Linked DNA regions of Mus musculus: regions 2, 3, 4 and 5 are each linked to region 1. Evidence: chromatin contacts called from public HiChIP or PLAC-seq and promoter capture Hi-C data. All regions are on one chromosome and are shown on one strand. The core of a region is the stretch at or near the end of the contact, and the rest is flanking DNA. Distances in the headings are between cores, read along the strand shown. Region 1 holds the start of Zc3hc1 (zinc finger, C3HC type 1). Region 2 holds the start of Atp6v1f (ATPase, H+ transporting, lysosomal V1 subunit F). Region 3 holds the start of Kcp (kielin/chordin-like protein). Region 4 holds the start of Irf5 (interferon regulatory factor 5). Region 5 overlaps Ahcyl2 (S-adenosylhomocysteine hydrolase-like 2).

Region 1 (2,861 bases), core at 160-2,659:
AGCAGTTAAGAACACTGACAGGTCCTGAGTTCAACTCCTGGCAACCACATGGTGGCTCACAACCATCTGTAATGGGATTTGATGCCTTCTTCTGGTTTGTCCGAAGACAGCTACAGTGTACTCACATACATAAAACAAATGAATACATTTAAAAGAAAGAGAAAGAAAGAAAAATATTTGTGAATTTGTCACCAAGAGAAAAAAATTTATTCACATTAAGGCTGACTATATTTTGAAATAGTATTCATGGTATTACTAATTCAAAATTATGATTGTTTGTAGACATGCTACTAGATATTAACTCTCTTTTTCTCCTCTCCCTCTTCTCTACACCTCTCTCGGGTCACAGGGCCTCAAATTAGCCTGGCACGGAGAGTTCCAAGAACTTAAAAGAGTTGTATGATGCCGGGCAATGGTGGCGCATGCCTGAAATCTCAGCACTTGGGAGGCAGAGGCAGGTGGATTTCTGAGTTCCAGGCCAGCCTGGTCTACAGAGTGAGTTCCAGGACAGCCAGGGCTACACAGAGAAACCCTGTCTTGAAAAACCAAGAATAAATAAATAAATAAATAAATGTTGTATGATACCACTACCAGTTTAATAAAGTGCTAGAAATCAAATCTTGAGCTGAGTGCACGCTAAGCTATCTAATTCCCAGCCCAGTATAAACTATTTAATTAAGGAAGGAAGGAGTGAAGGAGGGAAACGACATGTTATCACATAATTTCATTTTACTATCTTGCTAACTATTTACTGTGTGATTGCTTCATTTACAATCCCGTGTAATTTGCTCTATACCTTTAAGACCGTCCTCTCTCTCTCTCTCTCAAAAAAAAAAAAAGGGCTGGAGAGATGGCTCAGTGGTTAAGAGCACTGACTGCTCTTCCAGAGGTCCTGAGTTCAATTCCCAGCAACCACATGGTGGCTCACAGCCATCTATAATTGGGTTCAATGCCCTCTTCTGGTGTGTCTGAAGACAGTGACAATGCTATTCTCATATGTAAAATAAATAAATTTAAAAAAAAAAAAAAAAAGGTTTATTACAAAATTTCGCTGGTGATACGGAATCAGGTACATCCAGAAGCTACCGAAGCCGAGCAACAGAGAAGGCCAGCCTTCTTCAGAGCTCAGGAAGAATTCTACCTCGCCCACCAAGTCACGGATGAAGGGACCCGTTGCGTCCCCCGCCCCCTGCTCCAAGCGGTTGCTCCCCAAGCCACTCCAGCGCTCACAGCCTAGATGACTCACGGTTCTGTGCCTCCCTCTTCCGGGACAATTCCTTCATCTATCAGCTCCCGAACTTTCTGGGGTGTCCCTTCAGGGGAACGAACGACTGAACCCCAAGTCTTTTCAATACTCGCAGCAAACAGCGGCCCCTCACTGGTAGCCGCCATCTTGGTCCGGCCGTAAATGGGTCCCCTCGCGTGTTTAGGCTCAGGAATTTACGTTCTGAGTTAAGCTCCGCCCTCTGACCTATCAAAATAGTGACGGCAAGCCCCACCTTTTCTTGGTTATCTAAAAGAATTTAAGAGTGGTTACGTCGTTTAAGATTAAGTTATTTGCTTGTCTGATGAATTAGCATATTTAGATTAACAAAGAGTTTTCTTTTTTGATATAGAGTTTACTATGCAGTCCTGGAATTCAAGAGATCCGCCTGCCTCTTCTTCCGGAATGCTAGGATTAAAGCCGTGTGCCACCACAAAAAAAAAAAAAAAAAAAAAAAAAAAAGAGTTGTAAAGGTGATGTCTCTCCAGCTTCAGTAGGAAGTCATACTTTCATAAAAGCCATACCGACTCTCCTAAATTACGTTGTTTTCCAGGTAAGGAAACGGCAGTGTTTAACTGAGAACAAGGAACTTGAAACCCTTCCTAGGATTGTGTGGTTAGTGGAGGAAGTTTATGGCTTTGACACCATCCTCCCTTCTTTAGCAAATGTTTTTAACTATTGCCTTGATATACCTGGAACTGTCGATAAAATAGTGAACAAATGAGGCGATGTTGTCAATGCTGGGGGAACAAACCCATAGCCTCACACAAACTAGGTAAGCACTCTACCACGGAGCTACACCCCCATGCCCTTCCTATAATTTAAAAATTATGACTATACATGCTCCAAAGAAGGCCCACTGAGCACCAAATTTGGCTTCGGAGTCTTGAGAGAAACCACGTTTGATGCCTCTGCCACTCAAGGATAGTAGCAGGAGTATTAGAAACTCCAGGCCAGACCTACCTGCAAAGTTCAGCGTCAGCCTAGGTTACATTTTAAAAGGGAGTGGGGCTCAGAGAGAAGACTCAGCAGTTAAGAGCATCTGCTGTTCTTGCAGAGGACCTAGATTCAGTTCTCAGCATCTATGTGGCTGTTCAGAACTCTCCCTTCTCCAGTTCTTGGGGATCCAGGACTTTCTTTCAACCTCCAAGGGGCACATGGTGCACATACATACACACAGGCAAAACGTTCGTACACATTAAATCAATAAACCTTTAAAAAGTTTCTTTTAAAGGGGGAGGTGGGGAGCTAGAGAGGCGAGTCAGTGGTTACGGGCACTTTCAGCTTGTGTGCTCTTGGTTTGATTTCTGGCACTCAAGTTGGATAGCTCATAACCACCTGTAATTCCAGGGCCGGGGCATCTGATGCCCTCCTCTTGCTTTTCCAGGCACCTGCATGAACATGAGTACATATCTATGCTCAGGCACACACGTATACTCACAAAATTAAATCATTTTTTTAAAAAGAACACTTCGGGCTGGAGAGATGGCTCAGTGGTTAGGGGCACTGAGTGCTCTTCCAGAAGTCCTGAGTTCAATTCCCAGCAACCACATGGTGGCTCACAACCATCTGTAATAGGATCCAATGCCCTCTTCTG
Region 2 (2,861 bases), core at 162-2,661, 920 kb before region 1:
GTAAGCCAGCCTCAATTAAATGTAACCTTTCTAAGAGTTGCCCTGGTCACAGTGCCTCTTCACATGTGCTGGTGCCCCTCTCATTCCTAAGACAATATCCCAAGCTGGCCTTGAGCTTGTGCCAATCTTCTTGCTTCAAACCTCCTAAGTGCTAGGATTGTTTCTATGCAATTATCTAAATTTAGGAACTAACATGAGGCCTTGCTTGGTTTCTACAGCACTACATAGTGTCATCATTCATTTGCCTATTTCTTTGGTAATTTAATATATATTCAGTAATTGTTAGCCATGTCATAGTTAGCATGCATGTGTACATCATACCGATTCAGACCTTGACCTTCCAGCTAGGAAATACCTGTTCTTGGACAGTTATGGTAGCCTATGTCTGTAATCCCAGACTGAGGCAAGAGTTGAAACAAACAAATGGACAGGAAATAGTGGTGCATTTCTGTAGTCCCAGCATTCAGGAGGATGATGCAGTAGGACCACTGGCTGCAAGTTCAAGGCCAACCTAGTCTACATTCTGAGTTCCAGGCCAGAAAAGGCTACATATAGCAGGTTTCAAAAAACAAACTACCAAATAAAACCAAAAAAAGGGGGTAGGTAGTTTGGCCTAATCCTAATATTTGGATAAATCTTTTTATAAGATTTATTTATTTCATATATGTGGGTACACTGACACTGTCTTCAGATGGTTGTGAGCCACCATGTGGTTGCTGGGAATTGACCTCAGGACCTCTAGTAGAGCAGTCAGTGCTCTTAACCACCTAGCCATCTTCCAGCCCTGAGACCTATCTTTAAAAAAAAAAAAGCACTGGGTTGACCAGATGAACCTCAAGGTGACTCTCATAGGGTGTATTATGACCTCACAAACTTGTGGCCTGCTCCACTGCCACACTACACCTGCCTCCGAAATCACAAATGTAACAACAAAAAGATGTTTTTTTTTTTTAAGTCAAACAAATCAAGCACACACTGTTCTGTTTTGTGTAATGGCGCAGGCCTATAATACCAGCATTCGGAAAGTAGAAGCAATAGGATCTATCCTCTTCTACACTGCAAGTTCAAGTCCGGCCTGAGATAGGTAACCATCTGTCTCAAAAAAGCCAAAACCAAACTAACGTACACTGAAAAGAAAGAAAAAAAAAGTATGTCCCCTAAAGTCTCGGTCTCTAATAACACTAGGTTCAAAAGGCATTTCTTCCAAGAGAGAAGAAATTAAGGACAGAATGCCAGAGAGAGGCCTGTGACGCTCAGCCTTCTGGGAGACGTAGTTCTGTGGTTTGTGTTTCTGGCCTCTATGGCGCAAGAGTACGCAGATTAAGCGGAGTTCCTGCTAAATGCGCATGCCCGGGAGGCGGGGAACTGCGCATGACTGAAGGGCGGGGTCTCTGCGGGGGCGGGGCATCACAGGTGTTTGGGAAGCGCTCTGCCCGGCGGACAGGATGGCGGGCAGAGGTAAGCTAATCGCGGTGATTGGAGACGAGGACACGGTGACTGGTTTCCTGTTGGGCGGCATAGGGGAGCTAAACAAGAACCGCCACCCTAATTTCCTGGTAGTGGAGAAGGATACCACCATCAATGAGATCGAAGACACTTTCAGGTACGGTAGCCTGTTAGGCCTAAATGGGTCCTTCCGCTTGCTACAAGCACGGGGAGAATTGGTGGCCTGATAACCTGGGTGTCACGTGGTGATGGGGACCGGGATGGTCCCGGAAGTCGTCTGTCCACCCTGAGCAGGGGCCTCCGCCATCTAAGTTCCCTTTTGGGGCTCAGTGGGGTCCGGCCTACCGCAGGTCCACGAACTTTCCCCATCACATGATTGTGTGTCAGTTTAGGAGGGGAGTGGAGCTTATGGTCTGCACCAGCTGTAATTGGACGCCTGGAGCCTCTTGCCAGTGCTGACCGGCTTGTTCAGCCCTCTTCCGGGGTCTCTGTAGCGTATTCTCTGAACCTTAGTCTTTTCGACTAAGAAAACTAACCACCTCCAGCGTAGGTCCGGACAGTGGGCGCGTGTGTGTGTGTGTGTGTGTGTGTGTGTGTGTGTGTATACGCTTCATTTATCTTAGAGGCTTACAATTGTCCTGTAAGGTACTGGTTATTCCCAGTTACTAGTGAGAAAAATAAAGGACAATTGGTTAGGGCACAGGCACATTAGCCATAGGAGGCAGAACCCAGGTCAACTCTTTCTTTTTAATTACGGCGTTTGTGTGTGTCCGTGGGTAGGTGTGCACACATGGAGGTCAGAAGACAACTTGTGGAGTCAGTTTTCTTTCCATGGGCTTTGAGGATTGAACTCAAGTAACAGGGCTTGGATAACAAGCAGCTTTACCTGTGTCTTCTAAGTTACTACCCACTCTGTTTATTCAGCTCCCTGCAGTCTGCCATGGGGCTTCCATTTGTCTTGCGCACAATAAGCAAAACATCTGGGAAGTATGGCCTTCCCCAAAGACTTTGTACTTCAGATCTTCACATCATACCCTGGGTCGTAGTTTTTAAAACTGGGTGCAGGCATTCCTTTTAAGCCAGAAAGTGCACTGTTGACTAGAATTGAGGGTGCCAACTCTCTATTTTTTTTCCTCATTCCTTTTCTAGAATTACTATGCCAAATCTCAGGAATAAACTGCCCTCACCTGTTTCCCCTAAATAGCCCAGTCCAGGGATGCTGGCTGAGACTAGTTCCCACAGCCTGGAGCGTGGCAGGCTCTGACCTGGGAGACTGATCTCTTAGCAAACCAGTAAAGTGACCTCCATTGCCACTGGAGGACAGATCTTACTTCCAAGGATTTACCATGTTTCCAACAGGAAGGGGTCCTAAAATCACCAAGCCAAATCTACTCCATGCTCGACACAAAGTAGGT
Region 3 (2,861 bases), core at 201-2,700, 880 kb before region 1:
AGGCCTGGGGTGGGGCCCAGCTACATTTCTCTTCACCTTATGCCCACTCTCAAGGCAGGAAGGTAGAGGCGAGGGCACCGGCCACAGACATCATGGAGTGGAAGGGTCCCCAGAAGTGCTGACCAAGAAAGGGGCTGAAGGAGATGTCTGGCCTTTCTTTCTCACAGCGGCAACTCAATCAGGAAGAGCTGGAGTAACTGAAAGTCTTTCTCCCAGGGACACTAGGCCTGCGAAGCAGGGGGATGTCACCTGCTCCTTTCTTTCTACTGTCACCATAAAGAGGAGGACGTTCCAGCCCAATTTCCGGGGCTCAATAAATGCCACCCCAACTCTGGGGTTCAGTGCTACTCTCCGGTATCCCTTAGTTCCCACCAGTCTCTGGTTTCCCTCAGTTGTCTCATAATCCACGGCCTCCCCCACCCCCACCCCCATCCCACTGTCTTCACAGAAGCTGAAGAGAAAGTCTCCTACTGCAGTCTGTCCTCTCTCCACAGCACAAGGCGCCAAGCAGCAAGTTAAGACTTCATCTGTCACCACAGCACTGCCCAGCTTTCCACCCCACCGCCATACAGCTCTCCCCACCACAGGTCCCAGCCGGTCTACCTTCACACCACCAGCATCCCATGCATTCTGTTCTCACCTTGTCCCCAGAAATTGGCACTGTCTTGACATGGTCTCCCTGCCCAACTTCCATCCACAAGGATGATGCTCGCGGGCGGGGTCTCAGTATCTGAAACCCCAAGCGTGACCTCCTCTAGCGACCCAACCCTTAAAGCCCCAGCACCCAACCAGCTCCTCCCGCTTTGCTTAAGCAGGCACAACGGAGGGGGCCGAGGAGCCATTCAGGGTGTCCTCTTGGATCCCCAGCTGAAGACAGGCTCAGTCCCTTTTCCTGGAAGATCTGCAGAAAGTCCTGGAAGTGGCACGAATCTGGTTGCTCCCCAGAAACTGTCTTCAGGTTTCCCCTTACCCTCCTCCTACTCTGCTTTTGCAGAGACCAACCATAAGTGCAAGCCGGACAGGACTAAGTCATTTCCCACAGAGAGCGCTCCCCTCCCCCTCTCCTCAATACAAATAATTAACTTCAGATACTCAGATGCCAGGACAGCCTCTGCTTCACCGCTACTTAGGACTCCTTGGCAGGGACCACAGAAGGACCCGGCCCAGTTCAGCAATCCCTGTCTGGCCGCCCTGCCCCCACCCTGCTCGCCCACCGACGGGGAGGACGGAGAGAGAGCACCAAGGCCGGCCAGCGACGCGCAACCCAGGCGGGGATGGAGAAGTGGTCTGGCCCGGTCCGACGGTCTGCTGGGCTGAGCCATAAGTTGGGGCACACCCAGGACGCTCCGACTCACCCCGCGCGGCCAGCGCCAGGCTCCCGAGGTGCAGGAGCAGTGGTAGCAACGCCGCCCGAGCCCCCGCCATGCTCGCTCGACCCGCCTCGCTTTAGGTCTGTGCTCAGCCGGCGCTGCGGGAGGCGGGGTGCGGAGACTCAAGCCGCCGCCCACCCAGTCTTTGTTCAGGGAGGGCTCCGCGGTTCTCCGCCCCTTGGTGCCCGCTCCCCTATCGCACCTAGGGCTTCTCACCCCACCCCACCCCAATCCACCCCACCCCACCCCGTTCCCCTGAGGATCCTGACCCATAGCAGTCTTCCAAGCTCTGCAGGAAGTTGGGTGCGGGGTAAGCGACCAGGAGCAACCATGTCCCTGCCCTTTGGGGTTGCTCATCCTCTAGGGGGTCCCAGTGACAGTCCCAGTGACTTTACTTCCACCTCATGGGCTTATGGGAACAGAAGGCTGAGCTGGACTGAAAACCCTCTGCAAGGGGCTGGAGAGATGGTTCAGTGGTTAAGAGCATTTGCTGCTCTTGTAGAGGACTTGAGTTCCGTTCATAGCACCCACGTGGCTGCTCACCATCATCTATAATTTCTATTTCAGGGAATCCAACGCCCACCTCTGACCTCCCCAGCACCAGGCACGTATGTGATGTATGTTAACATAGTTCTCTCTCGTCCTTGCTTGCTTCCTTCCTTCCTTCCTTCCTTTCTCTCTTTCTTTCCTTCTTTCTTTTGTTCTGTTTTATTGGGCTCGTATACCTGTTTCCCTTCCAACCTTTGCTCCACCCTAATCCCGTCTAAGCCCCCCAAACTAAATATATAACCCCTAACTTCCCGCAGGGCCTCTGTTATCCCGTTTATAAGCAGTGGAACCAGCATCCACAGTACAGTGAGCAGCAGACAAAGTCACCTAAATTAAGAATCCAGGGAGCTGAACTGCAAGAAGCCTGCTATGGAAATTGGTGTGGTGGCATACACCCGCAATGCCAGCTTTCCCAGTTGAAGCAAGGAGATGGGAGGATTCAAGGCCACCATAAGCTACAAGAGCAGGTTTGAGACCAGCCTGGGATATGTGAATGAAATCTTAAATGAAACACAAACACACACACACACACACACACACACTGGGAGGGGAGGGGTTGTCAGATGGTAAGAACTCAGAACAAACAACAGTCAGTGTTGATTAAAAGCACCCACTCTTCACTTCCACATCTCTCTCCTGGAGCCCACCGACCACATCTACACCAGATGCAGGCCAAATGCCCAGCCTCCCTTCTCTGGCTGGCTGGGCTCCTTTTCCAAAGTCTGGACTCAGGGCTCAGCAGGAGTAGGAAGCCCTGGGCTTACTTCAGGGGAGGAGCCCAAAGTGAGGAAATAGGAAAATGGTCCAGAGCCTAGGACTGGGAAACAGCTCTGTGCAGCTGGGAAGGCAGGATGGGGCCCCATGTTCACAGCAGAGGGACACGGAGGGTGGGGCTGTAAATCCAGCCAAAGAAGTCCCTGCCTTGGCCTTGAAGACCTGGAA
Region 4 (2,861 bases), core at 98-2,597, 860 kb before region 1:
CATTCAGAATATTTGTGTATTAAAAATATCTCTAGGACCGAAGAGATAGCTTGGTAGTTAAGAGCATCTGCTGTTCTTGCAGTAGACCTGGATTCAGATCTCAGCACCCACACCCCCTCGCTCACAACAGTCTCTAACTCCAGTTCCAGAGAATCCAGCGCCCTCTTCTGGTCTCTGCAGGAACTGCATGTTCACGATGCACATGCATGCTGACAAAATACTCATATACATAAAAAATAAAATAAATCACTAAAAAGAATTAAGATGGTAAACATTTAAAATATATGTGCTTATATCTTTAGTTAAGCTGCCTGCGATGCTACACCAAATCTCAGCTACTCAAGGCATCTGAGCCAGGAAAATCGTTTGATTCCTGGAGTTGGAGACCAGCACCGGCAACACAACTTTTTACCCTTAAAAGAGTTAAAACCCAAGAAACAAATACAATAACCCTTTAGAATTATGACAGGGCAGAGAAGGCAGGCACTTAGTAGCACAGTGCTTGCTTAGAATGTGCAAGGTCCTGGGTTCCATTATCAGTAAAATACAAATATAAAAATAAAAATTACTATAGATCATGAACCATGCAAGACAGGGTTGGTTCCCAACTAAGCTGAATTTCAGTGGAAATTAGACGTTAAAATCATATGGAAAAATCAAACGGAAAGACTCTGGAAGTCGTCTCCACCCCTCCTCCAAACCAATCAACAAATTACACCAAAACACAACAAACCAAAAGCTGACTCAAGGAAGGGGTAGACCTTCCTGGAAAAAACACTTAGACTATCAAATAATATGATGCTGACCCAAAAGTTGAAGAGTGAGAATCAGCGAATAATGTTCCTACATGAACAGGATGTGTGGAAGTTGAGGCCAGCATCGACTCGGACAGGAAGGCCCGTTTATGGAACCGGGAGGTCGGGGTGGGGGTGGGAACCCGCTCAAAGGGCAAACCCAAACCACGGTGAAGGTAAGGGCAAAAGAAGAGGTGGGCTTGTCAGTCACATGGTGAGTTGGAGCGGTCCGGAGGGCCAGTGTTAAGGCTGAGGAGACAGAGTGGCCCAAGGTATGTTGAAAGGGAGCTCTCAGGGGTCTCCCAATGCCCTGGAGTGTGGCTCCATCGACGCCCGCGCGCAGCGGATCTCCAGCTCCAGGCGGGCGCGGACTAGGTGAGGACAGGCTACAGGGTATCTGGGGACTGGGTGATGGATGACTCTGTCTCCCCGGATTCCCAAAGGAGCCCGGCGAGGGGCGCCGAGCTGTCTGCGGTCTCGCGGAGGCCCCGGGCTTCCCCGCGGTGGGCGGTGGATGGGTAGGGGCCCGGGGCGCGGGGTGGTGGCGAGGGGCGGGGCGGGGCGCTGCCCCGGGCGGGGGCGGCGCGATGCGGAAGTGCGGGGCGGGCTGGGCGACCCGCGGGCGGTGCAGCTCGGCGAGAGCTCAGCTCGGCCGCAGCGCCAGGCCGGGGCTCCAGGCTCCCCGCGGGCGCACAGCAAACAGGTAGGTCCCGGGGCTGTGGGCTGTGTTGGGCTCCTCGCCCCGAGGGCGGTGGGAACAGCCCCGGGCTTCAGCCAAGCCACGGCTCCGACCCACGGCGACCTGCACGCCCCGGGCACCTGCCAACGGGGCCAGCGGGGTCGGGATCCCGCTCCTCCGCGGTGGGCGATGATCGAAGGCGGCGCCGGGCCAGCGCGAATGGCTCCAAGGCGCTCCGCACCAGGCCAGCTCGGAGTGCCGGGCTCCGGCCGCCAACGTTCGCATGCTCGGGGAAAGTCCCAAGGGCCCAGTGGACATCCCCACTGCGCCTCGCCAGGGTCAAGGATGCCAAGCGCCCTGTCACAGTCTGGCGGGGACCAGGGAGGAGCGAGTTTCCGACCCCGACCCTGTCGGCACACAGCTCGTCTCTCCTCCCCGGCCACACCTCACTTTTTCGACTAAAGAGGTTGAGGTGTCAAGCAGCGATCCCTCCCAAGGATCTTAAAGCCAAGGACAGGAATCTGTGGGAATAGAGTTTGAGGGGAGACGTTGTCAAATAGAGGCTCTGCTCCTTGACTCGTAGCTCAAAAGGGGACGACGATTTATTCTTAGCTGTTGAGAAGAATCGGGGCGGGGGCTGATTAATGCTTGGTCTAGTTTCTTGACGGCCTGCCCCTAAACTTAAGAAGTAACAACTTAGAATCTGAACGTGAAGGGAAAGTGTAGTTGGGCCGAAACGCAGGCGGAGAGATGTCCCGGGCCAGTATTCGCCCTCGGTGCAGATGTCTCCCAGACTCCAGGTGTCTCTCGAACCTCCAGAGGACCCAGAGCGGGTACCTAGTAGCAGGGGTGGAAGTGGGGGCTTTCTTGGCCTCCTCCTGGCATAGCAAGGCGGACACGTCCCGGTCCAGAGGAGCGGACCAGGAACGGACACTAAGCCAGTAACCCCGCGATGACTCCAGGGGCTGACCCAGGTTCCTTCCCACCCCCACCCCCCTTCCCTCCGCGTTATGCCCCGGGTGGAGTCTGCCGGGATGATCAGGAGGGAACGACCTGGCCTGAACTCCAAAGTGAGGATAAGTGATCAGGACCAGAAAGGATGTGGACGGGGCTGACGGAGGCTGGAGAGGCTAAAAGCCTCGCATGAGGACCTGTGTGATACAGTACAGCATTCGCCCTCTCTACTCCCTAAGCTCCTGGCTAAAGTCTAGGAAAGAGATAGGTAGGAGACCACTCCTATTAACTAAAAGTCCTTCGGGGGTTTTCCCTTGAACTCTGGCCTTCCCCCAGCCTGCCCCTGGGAGGAAGCCGGGAGAGGGTTCTTCCTGCCGCACCTGCTGCCCCAGAATCTCAGCCTGTGTGCACTCTGAAGGGGCAGGGCCCCGGGT
Region 5 (2,861 bases), core at 194-2,693, 540 kb before region 1:
CATTTAATAACCACACACTTCAGTATTTTTACCTGCCACTTTCAGTGCCCAATCCCATAAGAATGCTGAATGTAAATTCTTTCTCATTCTGTTTTTTTTAGGGTTTCAGAAGTTTTAAGATAAACCTTGACTTTTCTTGGAGGCAGGTTTGAGGCGGACTGAACCCTGACCTAAGTATGTCTGAATTTGCTATGTCAGGAGAATTGTGGGTTTAAGTCCACACTCCACTCCCAGGTTAAAAGACGTAACAGGAAGGGAATACAGTAGCTGGGTGCTCAAGTGTACTGCAGTCTCTAACGGCTTAATTGCTTATCTGAGAGACCTGGTTGGATTAGTAAGTGGCAGGAGGGTACACAGCTGCCTCCCTGGTCACAGCTTGGTTATGCCTGTTTCTGTTTGCCTTGTCACTTCTTCCTCACACCTGTCTCCTTTCCTTCTCCTTCCCTCTGAGGTCCCTGTCCTAGAATCATCTTCTCTCAGCAGCTTGCATTCACTGTTTGTCTTGTAAGCGTTAACCACCTGAAATACAGGAATAAGACGCTAATCTCAGGGAGAGCTTAAACTCTAGTGTGGAAATAAGCAAATATGACCAACTGCCATATCCATATTAATGTGGACTATGACAGGGGTTATTTAGTAATTTGTGGACTTGAGTCTATGTTTAACCTTTTTATTTGTGTATGTGTATGGTATGTGAGTGCACACATATATATGCTTGCCATAGCATGTGTGGGGAGGTCAAAGAACAACTTTCCAAACTCAGTTCTTGCCTTCTATGTTTGTTTTGAGACAAGAATCCTCTTGTGTCTTGCTGCTGTACTGCTGCGACCAGGCGAGTGAGCTTCGGGCATGCTCCTTTATAATGCTCCTTGGGACTTCGTTTTGAGTAAAGTAAGGCAGTTTTGGAGCATTATAAAGAAGAAAGTGATTTGATGAGATTTAAAATAAAGAAGGTACTGACAGTCGTGTATATGTAAGTGAATTCAGCATCTCTGTGGGCCTCCACAGGTGGAATAATAGCAATAATAGTAAAGTTCATACCGCCCTAGGAGCATCCAGCTGTCCTTGCTCTTTTGAGTACTTTTTACCATTTTTATTTGTTTTAATACAAGGTTTCATATAGCCTAGCCATATTCTCCAGCCCTGCCTCCTGACTGTGGGATTACTGATGTGGGTCACTACGTCTGGTTCTGCTTTTTTGTTTTGTTTTCATTTATCATTTTGTTTGTTTGTTTGGGGTGTGTGAGTGTGTGTGTGTGTGTTTGTGTGTGTGTGTAAAATATGTGCAGTGGTACTTGTATGGAGGTCAGAGGACAGCTTCCCGGGGTGGGTCCTCTCCTTGCACCGTTTGGATATTTGGATTACAGACATTGAGCTGAGGTTGTGAGGCTTGGCAGGAAGCTCACTACCCAGTGAGTCATCGCCCCTGTGCCCTACTCTGCTGTTTACTTATTAACTTACTTGATCCTCTCAAAACTTCCCTTTAACAGAGGAGTAAATAGGCACAAGGAGACTAGGTAATTGTTCAAGTTACACAGTGAGTGGAGAGGCTTGGCCAGGCAGTCTAATGCTACTCTGCTATACCTGGTTAAGGCCAGTGTAGCTTCCTGGTACTGGGTTTATGTAAACATGCATATTAATCTTTATTTTAAAAATATAAGGCCTAGAACAATGGCTCAACAGTTAAGAGCACTTACTCCTTTAAGTACCCAGGTTTGGTTCCCACTACCAAGATGGCAGCTTACGCCATCTATAATTCTAGTTCTAGGGGATCTGCTGCCCTCCCTGGCTTCCCCGGGCACTGGACACATACAGTGCATGTACATATATACAAGCAAATACTCACACACATAAAACCTTTTTAAAAACCAACGTTATAAGAATAGTATTGTTATCATGTTTTAACAGATGAGGTAACAAAGGCTTTAAAAAGTATTTGGTTTGCCTGATGATAGCCCAGAAAGTGTTGGAGCTAACCTAAAGCCTGTTAAATCTTCACCAGTTTCAGAACATGAGGAAACTGAGAGGTGAGAGTCCTCCCATGAGTGAGGATGGGAGACGGGAGGGAGGGCTCAAGTCCTGCTATCATTGGCATTTCAAGCTTGAGGAGGCGTGGTAGCATCCTGTTCTGACAAGATGTTTGACACAAACAGCTTATAAAGGAGAAGGTCATTTTGTGTCATGGTTTCAGATTTTCATCCATGGTCATATGAGCACTTTGCTGGTCACCACAATCTGGTCACCAAGTCTTCGACACATCCAAACCATAACCAGGTATGGGACATCTGAGGCCTACCAATTCAAACCAACCTCATAACTAAGTAGATTGATCTTTGAACCCAGGTGGCTAGGAACTTTAGCCTTTAATAACCAATAGCTTCTGTGACTAAAGAATCATGACTGCATTTTCTTATGGCCTCAGAGACACTAAGTGGATCAGAAATACTGAATGTTGGGCTTGAATGTTTGGATCTTTTCATAGTCCACTTTTCCCCTCAGTTTGTCATGAGAGTCATCAGGTGATTTGCCCAAGACATAGGAAGTCACAGGAACAATCTTCGAGGATTTTCTAATTCATTGCCCTGTGCCTTGTGGCTCTAGGTTCCAAATGCTTGAAGCTTGTACACATAGTGACTTCTCTATGTGTGTGCTTTCTGACTTTGACCTCCAGAAGTCCTACCTTGATGCCTTTTCCACTGTGAGCATGTGCTTGCTCTGACTTTGGGTTATTTGGCATAGCCTCAGAGGTTGTGATTGTTCTGTGAAGTCACCACTGGTAGGAACACAGCTGGCATACAGGATGTTTAGCTGTTTTTGGAATTAAAGCAAGCTTCTTGAGTTGTGATATAGATGGCTTCTAG

Evidence for each region. Promoter capture Hi-C pulls out the DNA fragments that hold promoters and counts their contacts. HiChIP or PLAC-seq counts read pairs in DNA pulled down with a chosen protein or histone mark. Capture Hi-C pulls out chosen DNA fragments and counts their contacts.
Region 2: a contact with region 1 is called in a promoter capture Hi-C map of liver, with 2.6 times the contacts expected there. The contact joins the promoter of Atp6v1f here to the promoter of Zc3hc1 in region 1. A contact is called at or near these places in 1 of 39 promoter capture datasets (liver), 1 of 115 datasets of contacts at active chromatin or transcription factors (bone marrow-derived macrophages) and 1 of 9 other capture datasets (liver).
Region 3: a promoter capture Hi-C map of adipose tissue shows a contact between it and region 1, with 2.3 times the contacts expected there. The contact joins the promoter of Kcp here to the promoter of Zc3hc1 in region 1. A contact is called at or near these places in 3 of 39 promoter capture datasets (the C10 cell line, embryonic stem cells and hippocampal neurons) and 2 of 9 other capture datasets (adipose tissue and liver).
Region 4: an H3K4me3 HiChIP or PLAC-seq map of bone marrow-derived macrophages shows a contact between it and region 1, with 6 times the contacts expected there. The contact joins the promoter of Irf5 here to the promoter of Zc3hc1 in region 1. A contact is called at or near these places in 3 of 39 promoter capture datasets (the C10 cell line, embryonic stem cells and hippocampal neurons), 2 of 115 datasets of contacts at active chromatin or transcription factors (bone marrow-derived macrophages and pro-B cells) and 1 of 9 other capture datasets (adipose tissue).
Region 5: a promoter capture Hi-C map of liver shows a contact between it and region 1, with 4 times the contacts expected there. The contact joins the enhancer-like site here to the promoter of Zc3hc1 in region 1. A contact is called at or near these places in 6 of 39 promoter capture datasets (the 3T3-L1 cell line, 3T3-L1-derived adipocytes, frontonasal cranial neural crest and 3 more), 1 of 15 datasets of contacts at CTCF or cohesin (large pre-B cells), 2 of 484 Hi-C or Micro-C datasets (CD8 T cells and bone marrow-derived macrophages), 2 of 115 datasets of contacts at active chromatin or transcription factors (embryonic basal ganglia and embryonic stem cells) and 3 of 9 other capture datasets (adipose tissue, liver and macrophages).

What each region holds. Positions count from the first base shown.
Region 1 is chr6:30,389,611-30,392,471 of GRCm38.p6, forward strand. It overlaps Zc3hc1 (zinc finger, C3HC type 1), which reads right to left and starts at 1,410. Exons shown (of 10, transcript NM_001311086.1): 1 at 1,247-1,410. The coding sequence starts at 1,392.
Region 2 is chr6:29,466,372-29,469,232 of GRCm38.p6, forward strand. It overlaps Atp6v1f (ATPase, H+ transporting, lysosomal V1 subunit F), which reads left to right and starts at 1,412. Exons shown (of 2, transcript NM_025381.2): 1 at 1,412-1,603. The coding sequence starts at 1,446.
Region 3 is chr6:29,506,502-29,509,362 of GRCm38.p6, forward strand. It overlaps Kcp (kielin/chordin-like protein), which reads right to left and starts at 1,451. Exons shown (of 38, transcript NM_001029985.4): 1 at 1,356-1,451. The coding sequence starts at 1,425. It overlaps Gm26627 (a long non-coding RNA gene), which reads left to right and starts at 671. Exons shown (of 3, transcript XR_868831.3): 1 at 671-1,450; 2 at 1,938-2,386.
Region 4 is chr6:29,525,278-29,528,138 of GRCm38.p6, forward strand. It overlaps Irf5 (interferon regulatory factor 5), which reads left to right and starts at 1,348. Exons shown (of 9, transcript NM_012057.4): 1 at 1,348-1,497.
Region 5 is chr6:29,847,583-29,850,443 of GRCm38.p6, forward strand. All of the region lies in intron 1 of Ahcyl2 (S-adenosylhomocysteine hydrolase-like 2), which reads left to right. Among named protein-coding and RNA genes, the nearest start is that of Strip2, 68 kb to the right of the region's middle. Within about 2 kb of position 1,444, at least 82 of the 459 cell types and tissues checked have an H3K27ac peak or open chromatin away from gene starts, as enhancers often do. A contact at or near this core is called in 3T3-L1-derived adipocytes, adipose tissue, bone marrow-derived macrophages and 2 more, where this site is marked.